Regions from separate parts of the Dromaius novaehollandiae genome. Here region 2 is linked to region 1. The links are chromatin contacts, called in public Hi-C maps. All regions are on one chromosome and are shown on one strand. Each heading gives the region's core, a stretch centred on a gene start, on an enhancer-like site or on the middle of the called end of the contact. The rest is flanking DNA. Distances are from core to core; before and after follow the strand shown. Region 1 holds the start of IRX2 (iroquois homeobox 2). Region 2 holds the start of IRX1 (iroquois homeobox 1).

The links. A called contact is a pair of places that touch in the nucleus more often than the background predicts.
Region 2: a contact with region 1 is called in a Hi-C map of liver, with 6 times the contacts expected there. The contact joins the promoter of IRX1 here to the promoter of IRX2 in region 1. A contact is called at or near these places in 2 of 4 Hi-C or Micro-C datasets (brain and liver).

Annotation. Positions count from the first base shown.
Region 1 is chr2:71,323,297-71,327,033 of bDroNov1.hap1, reverse strand. IRX2 (iroquois homeobox 2) reads left to right here and starts at 1,966. Exons shown (of 5, transcript XM_026093917.2): 1 at 1,966-2,756. The coding sequence starts at 2,514. LOC135327512 (a long non-coding RNA gene) reads right to left here and starts at 3,139. Exons shown (of 2, transcript XR_010387737.1): 1 at 2,845-3,139; 2 at 380-955.
Region 2 is chr2:71,822,949-71,826,685 of bDroNov1.hap1, reverse strand. It overlaps IRX1 (iroquois homeobox 1), which reads right to left and starts at 1,709. Exons shown (of 4, transcript XM_064506757.1): 1 at 936-1,709. The coding sequence starts at 1,199.

The DNA.
Region 1 (3,737 bases), core at 717-3,216:
GACAGGGATAAACTGGTATGTAGATTTCACAGAAGACGAGCGAAGGAAAGAAATAAAAAATCATATAGGAAAAGAAACTGAAAAGCTCAAATTGCTTCAGACACTATACGTAGCCTTATACTTGACTGTAGTTTTAATATGGTGATTTCCCCACTATGTCCGCGAGTCTATTGAAATGGCTTCTCGAAGTGCATTTTTTTATTAGCTGCATGTTTAATTGATTAACAATAGGCTGCCCTGCTAACCCATAATTCTTCAGTTATTGCCATCTCTCCTTCCTGTCAGTTGCGAGCCGATTCCTCGGCGTACTGTGATCTGATGCTTTTTTTCATCTTAGCTAATTGAAATTACCTGAGGTATTTGATGAAGAAGTCGAGCGTAAACGTAAAAATGACTTTATTTGGTTAAATACGGGCTAATGCTCAATCGCAGATGTTGCAAAAATAATACACACGGTTTGATGAGCTTTTTTTTTTCTTTTCGGTCCGAGCCTAAAGAATTATTTCGATAGCTCGGGGACTCATCCCGCTCTCTCGATGTGGTCCCTGTTGCCGGTGAAGGGGCTTGCTGATGACTTTCGGCGTTTGCAGGCTGCGAGGCTGGGGCAGCCGCTGCCCGCCGCATCCCCCCGCTGCCGGGGCGAAGCTCGCGGTGGGCTCAGGTGCGGGCCGGGGCGGCGCAGCGGCCTATGCGGGCACGCAGGGGCGGCTCTGCCCGCGCCCCCTACGTGGGCTGCCGGCAGGACGGACGCGTTGGGGGCTGCGCACACGGCGGTGCGCTCCCCACGGGCCAGGGGCGAGCGCCCGGAGCGGAACTGCCTCGGCATCGCCACGAGGCGAGCTTGGATGAATCGGGGTCGCAAGGCAGAGCACGGACACTGGAGCTGGTCCCAAATTGCGCTTAAGTGTATGCAATTAACCATAGGTTTCTTAAGAGTCTCTCCAGGCTAACCGTCCTGGAGGGAAAAAAAAAAGGAAAAAAAAAAAAGAATTCATGCCTCCACAAACATATGCATTTATTTATATTTGTATAAAGAAGAAAAGATCAATGCCTTCATCTCGTCCTCTCGTATCTGGAGTAGAGCTGCCAAGGTCTAGAAGCTGACGGTGTCCAGGGCCGAAGAGGGGGGGGGGGGAGATTACCTTATGGGGGAAATTAATTACATCGTGAGCGTATTCCGAGAGATTTATCTGAACTGCAAAAGGGAGGGGGGGGGGCACCTAGCCGCCCGGAAGGAGTCACCCAGGCCTCCTCTCCACGCACTAGACCAGGAAGAATAGAAATGAAACAGAGATCAAGATTTCTCTTTCCTTCATGTGCAAACGCGCTCTACGACTTGACTGTTTTGTGGCAACTTAGAAAACTGGAAAGCTCTTGCTGCCAGGAACAGCATGATCCTGGCTGTGCTGATCTGAGCAGTTGCTCTTCTTTCCTGCCATATAGGGCAATACTTTTACGAAGTGCTCTTCACTTGTGTTACTGCTCGGCTCCGTCGAGCCTGAGTGTGTATGTACCCACAGGCGTGCAAGCGCACATGTGTGTGATACATGTGTGTGCAGCGTAAGTTGCGAGAGCTGCAGCGAGCACGTGTGTGGGGGTATATACATAGGGAATATCAATATATATTCTCTCTCTCTTTTTTCCTTGTGGAGAGAGACAGAGGGAGCGCTATGGAGAGCGTGTGAAAAAGCATTTATGGCGCTCCGCGTGCGGAGGAGCCGAGCGGCAGCAGCATCGCTGGACTGCAGCGGTGTGCTGGCTGCCGGAGAGGCTGGCTTGCATTACAAAGCCTGCCCTCTCTCCCTCCCTCCCAGCCTCCCCGGCCACCTCCCTCTCTCCCTCCCCGGCCGCGGGAGGGGCCGGGCCCTGGGCCGGCGCGGGCGCGGGCGCGGGGGCGGGCCCGCCGCGCTATGCAGATGAGCGGCGCTGACGGACAGCTCCGTTTTCCAATGTCCCTCGGAAACTCGAGCGCTCCTTCCCTCAACTCTTCACTTCAGACTCTATACTTCCCCCAAAATACAGGCTCGCAGGCGCTGGGGGAGCTGGCTGGCTGGCGGGGAGAACTCCATATGCAGCAGCCACTTTTCTGATTTCGGGGGCTCGCTTTTCTCCCTCTTTCTCCCTCTCCCCTTCTGTTTGTCTCCCCTTCTCTCTCTCTTTTTTTATTAACCCTCTCCTCTTCCCTCTCTCCCAGATGCCCTTCCGCTCCCGGTTAGATTTCTGACCGCTCGATTTATTTTCCCTTTTTGGGGGGTGTCCTTTATTTTTTTCCCTCCTGTTTGTTTTTATTCTGAGCGGGTGCGCATGGGGGGGAGCCTATAACAATTCTGATCCTCTACATAACTGCACAGAGCCAACCGGGGCGAGAGAGAAAGGAGAGGGAGAGAGAGAGAGAGAGAGAGGGCGGGAGAGAGGGAAAGAGGGAGAGCACGAAAGCAGCGCCAGGAGCGGCAGCAGCAGCAGGGCCGGTCACCCTCGCCCCCTCCCTGCTCCTGTGCACGCCAGTGCAAGCCATGTCCTATCCTCAGGGTTACCTCTACCAGCCCCCCGGCTCGCTGGCTCTGTACTCCTGCCCGGCGTACGGGGCGTCGGCTCTGGCGGCCCCCAGGAGCGAGGAGCTGGCCAGGTCTTCGTCGGGATCGGCGTTCAGCCCTTACCCGGGATCGGCAGCTTTCACCGCCCAGGCGGCGGCCACAGGCTTCACCAGCCCGCTCCAGTACTCCACAGACCCCGCCACGGGATTCCCCTCCTACATGGTAACTACCGAAGAGCAATCCTCTCCTTCTTCATTAGCATCCGCATTCTCATCCTCATCATCTTCAGCTTGGCTCCGCACACACTCACCATCAGCCCCCGACACCACGCCGCACCGCATCGCACCGGCGGGTGCCCCGCGGCAGCTCCGCCGCCGCCCGCCCCTGCGCTGCCTCCCCGCAGCCCGGCAGCGGCCGGCGGAGCGAAGCGGAGGGACGCGGAGCGGCGGGCCGGGGCCGGGCCGGGCCGGGCCGGGGCGCCGCCTCCCTCCGCGCCGCCCGCCGTGCCGGCGGACCTGGGACTCGGGCTCGCCCCGCGGATCGCAGAGCCGCGCCGCAGCCCCGGTTACAGAAATACGGATCGTCTCAGGCAGTTGGGCTGGAGGCTTTCATTCCCCCCCCCCCCCGCCTTCTCTTTTTCTCCTTTCGCTGTGATAGAATAGGGGAGGGCTTCTTTTTTCTTTTTTTTTTTCCTTCTTTTTTTCCCTCTCTTTTAAGTCGGTGTTTAGAGGCGCTGCGGGCTTTATCCCCGCGTGGTTTTATTTACTTTCAGTGTGTTTCGTGCTAATGGTTTAACTGGATTTTAGAAATGAAAAGGAGCATCTGTTTGTGATCTGTGAGCTTCGCTTAAGCCCAAGATGGTTGTGGTGGCCGCAGTTTCGGATTTCACTTTCTTCTTATTAGTTAAAAGGAGCATTTGCAAATGCATGTGTGTGTATTCTATGCATAAACTATATAAATAAAACCATAAACTATATAAATAAACTGCACGTCTAGATGGTTATATAGTTTTATACACATGCACACACAGTCAGACACATATCTAGTCCCATACGTACAAAGACCTGAAGCCGGAATTTAGGATTGGAGCCGCTGTCGAGAACCTAAGAAAGAGATGGCAGCAGGGTAGTTCGCGCTCCCTGCAAAGTGACAGGGAAACTAATTGCTTTCTGTTTGTAAAACGGTGCATAAATTCTTGCGCAG
Region 2 (3,737 bases), core at 460-2,959, 500 kb before region 1:
CAGCTATTAGCAACGAAAAAGTTTAAACAACATCAGAGATACAAACAGCTAGCTAAAACCCGACCTGTTTCACTTTTTACCCGATACATTCTCAAGGAAAAAAAATGAGGAAAATCAGGATAACGGTAATTTGTTTTAGAGTTAGTGCAAATATGCCTTTCTACTTCGATGCCTATAATGGGATGTAGGTGCACTCCTTCTCTTGGTGCAAATTCGATATATGATACACGCCATAATCAGAGTATAAAAAGTTCAGGGAACTGAACGGACCATTTTCAAGGCTCAAAGAAAATGTCTTAAAATAAAAGGACGTGTCAGCTACCTAGACTGCACTTTGGTCTTTCAGAGAGAACCTGTATATAGCTCCATGGAAAAGAAAGTGGTCAGATGGAAAGAGGAGCGCATTGAGAAGCCAGTTTGAACAACAGCACCAACAATATCACCCGTCAGCAACAACAACAACAATAACAACAACAAAAGCCGAGTTGCTAGGGGAAGGCAACAGCACGGATAGGAGTCCTGCACAGCTCTTCCACTGCGAAGAAGAAAAACTCGGTGGAGTTTTGTCCGGCTGGAGCAATGGGACCGATTCGTGCTGTGTCTGGAGAGGGAGTGCGCCGTGCCCCAGCCCTCCGCCCCTGGCACACACACACACGCCAGCGCGCTCAGCCCTCTCCGCCGCGGGTCTCGCCGGCCGCTGCCAGCCCTCCGGCCCCGGGCAGCCACGCGGGGGGTGCCCAGCCCCGCGGAGCCGAGCCGCGCCGAGCCCAGCGCCGTGCTGAGCCACTCCGCGAGGCACAGCTGCTCCTCGCCTGCCCCCAGCCCCCTCCCCGCGGAGCCCCTCTCCCTCCGCGCCTTTCGGCCTCTTTCCGCCGCGCGGGGCCGGGGCAGGCGACGGGGAGGCGAGGAGCGGGCCCGGCGCCGCCGGTACTCACCATCTGGGAGAAGAGGCTGAGGTCGGCGGTGTAGGGCAGGAAGGCGCTGTAGTTGGGGGCGCTGTAGGGACTCGCGTACATGCCCAGCACCGAGGTGACAGCGGCCGAGCCGCTGCCCAGCTCGGCGCCCGCGGGCCGGCCCGAGGCGGCGGCGGCGGCGGCGGCAGCGGCGGCGGCGGCGGCCAGCACCCCGGGCCGGTCGCTCCCGTACACCGCCTGGCTGGCGCTGAGATACTGCGGGTAGCCCAGCTGGGGGAAGGACATCTCCAGGGCGCGGGCACGGCGGTGGCGGCGGCGGCAGTGGCGGCGGCAGCAGAAGCGGCAGAATTATAAAAAAAAGGGGGGGGAGGAATTATACAAAAAAAAAAAAAAAAAAAAAAAAAAAGGAAGAAGTGGGAAGAGGGAGCCTGAACAGCTGGGGAGGGGAGCAGAACAAACCCGGGCTTCTTTGGGTCTCTCTCTTTCTTTCTCTGTCTCTCTTTTTTTCCTTCCCCCCTGCCCCTCCTTTACTGGAGGCAGGCAGGGCGAGAGAACAGAAATCGAGCCGATAATTTTCTTTTTTTCGTTCTGATTTCTTTCTGTCAGAGAAATACTGCAACCTAGATATGGAGGAGGAGGAGGAGTGTGGAAGGATTCAGTGGGGTGTCTTTCCTCAAATCTCGGCTCTTCTGTGCTCCTAAATCCCTTAGATGTGATCTGATCAACAATTGAGCTCCAACTGATGTGTCTGCCCTTAGGTCCTAGGCTGATCTTTCAGATACAATTTGAAGTTGATGTTTTGATTGGCATCCACTTGAGCTGCAAGCGCCGCCTCGCGCCCCCCCCCCCCCCCCGCCCCTCTCGGTGCAGCACGTGGTGCGCAGCGCAGCCTGGGCCGCTCTCCTCGGGGGGTGTGTGTGTGCGCGCGCTCGCGCGCGTGTGTGCGTGCGTGTGTGTGTGTGTGTGTGTGTGCGCGTGTGTCCGCGCAGCTGCTGGGCTGGGCTGTGTGTATTTAATGTTTAGCAATGGGCTCCTTTCAGAAAAGCCCCCACTGCTGTATGACAACCTGTCTACACGATTTTACAGCTGTCCAACATTGGGGTTTTGCTGTTTCGCAGCCCTGGTGTGTCCCCTTTTAACAAAAACAACTGTGTTGCTGTTTTTTCCACCTTTAACATTGAGTCCCCCTTGTCCTCATTGGACTCAGGAACAAATGAGAGTGGCCGTGGGAGGAAAAGGGGGCTTTGCAGCCAGGCGACTGGTAACAATTTACCACTAAAAAAGCACACAAATAAATAAATAATTGTGCTCTATCTATAGCAAGCAACGAACGTCACACACACACAACTTTGCTGAAAGGCAAAGGGCTTGTAGTAGTTCTTTCCAGAAACCCTTAGTTAAAAAAAATAAAAAAGACCCGCAGCGATCTCCTCCCCCGCTCCCCCGTGCCCTGCCGACCGGTTGACACTCGGGGACAATTATCAGAGGCATTGCGACAGTTCGTGGAATATTAGCAATAAATAATCCCGCAAACGAACAGTGGAGACATGTATGCCGACGGGCACAGAAGCCCCCAGCCCTCGTCCCCGAGCCGAGGGGGGCCTGTCGGGCTGGTAGGTTGTCAAAACTTCCAAACCACCCGTTTCGGCAGGGAAACGCGGGGCGGGGGGAGGGCGAAAGGACCAAAGCGTGTTGTTGACGTTATAGTAATTAACGATGATTAGAGGTAGGGATGTTTTTTCTTCTTGTTGTTTTTCTTGTTGTTCTTCTTCTTCCTCTTCCCCCTTTCGCTTAGAGAAGGGGCAGCGAGAGACAAAGGACCCCTCTCCGAGGGACTCGGCCGCCTTGAAGGAAGTCGGTTGCCAGTGTGACCTGCCCGTTATGTTGCGAGCTTCCTCGACGTGGCTGGGCTCACCCGTACCCCGCCGGGGCCGGCGGAGCCTCGCACTGCCCGGGCGGCACCACAAGCTTTCCTTTCCCAGCACCGGCCGGGCCCTCCCAGGCCCTCCGGGGGTACCGGGAGCGAGGGGGCGGCCAGCAACGGCAGACAGAGGGCTGGTGGGTTTTTTCGCCCCGACCCTCTCAGCCCTGGTGGGGCCGCCTGGGCTTTGACCCGGGGTCCTAGGTGAGGATGGCGCTGGCTGTCCCCAGGGAAGCGCGGTCGCAAGGTGCAGCCCCCTCGGCCAGCCCCCGCCGAGGGGCACGGAGCCGCCGCCGCCCCCCGGCCCGCCGCCGTCCCAGCCGCCCGCCCGGGAGCTCCGTCTTTTGTGCTGAAGGGGGGGCCGGTGCCGCCAGGCTCTTTCCAAGGGGACGGCACAGAGGGGGCCGTGTAAGGGAAGGTCCGCTGCTTTTCCGGATGCAAGTGCTTCGCTGGGGCGGAGGGAGAAGGCGGAATGGTGGGTGGGAGGGGAGCGCGGGTGCCTCGCTCCTTTCCCCGAGCCTGGGCGAGAGCTGGCTCCCGAGCTCCGCGCCCGCGGTGCTGCCCTCGGAGCGGCTGGGAGCAGGCGCCTCCGCGTTTGCAGCCGCAAGGTCCCGCCAGGGACTGACTGCCTCTGCGGAGGCGAGAGAGCCCTTCCCTCCCACAAACTTCCCCGTGGGGTGTCGATAACCCCGGCCAGCCCTTCCCTCCTCACGCTCCGAGAAACCTCTCTGTCTGAGAGAGTTGGCTAAACTTCCTTCTCCCAGCAGCTGGAAATTAGCGAGCTTTCCTCTTCTTGTGTCTAACAGGCAGGGGAGAAACCTTTTCCCCACACCAAAATCTCACCCTCAAACCGGGAGAGCGACCCTCAGACAAAAGCGCACCGCTGAGACAAAGCCGAGAGG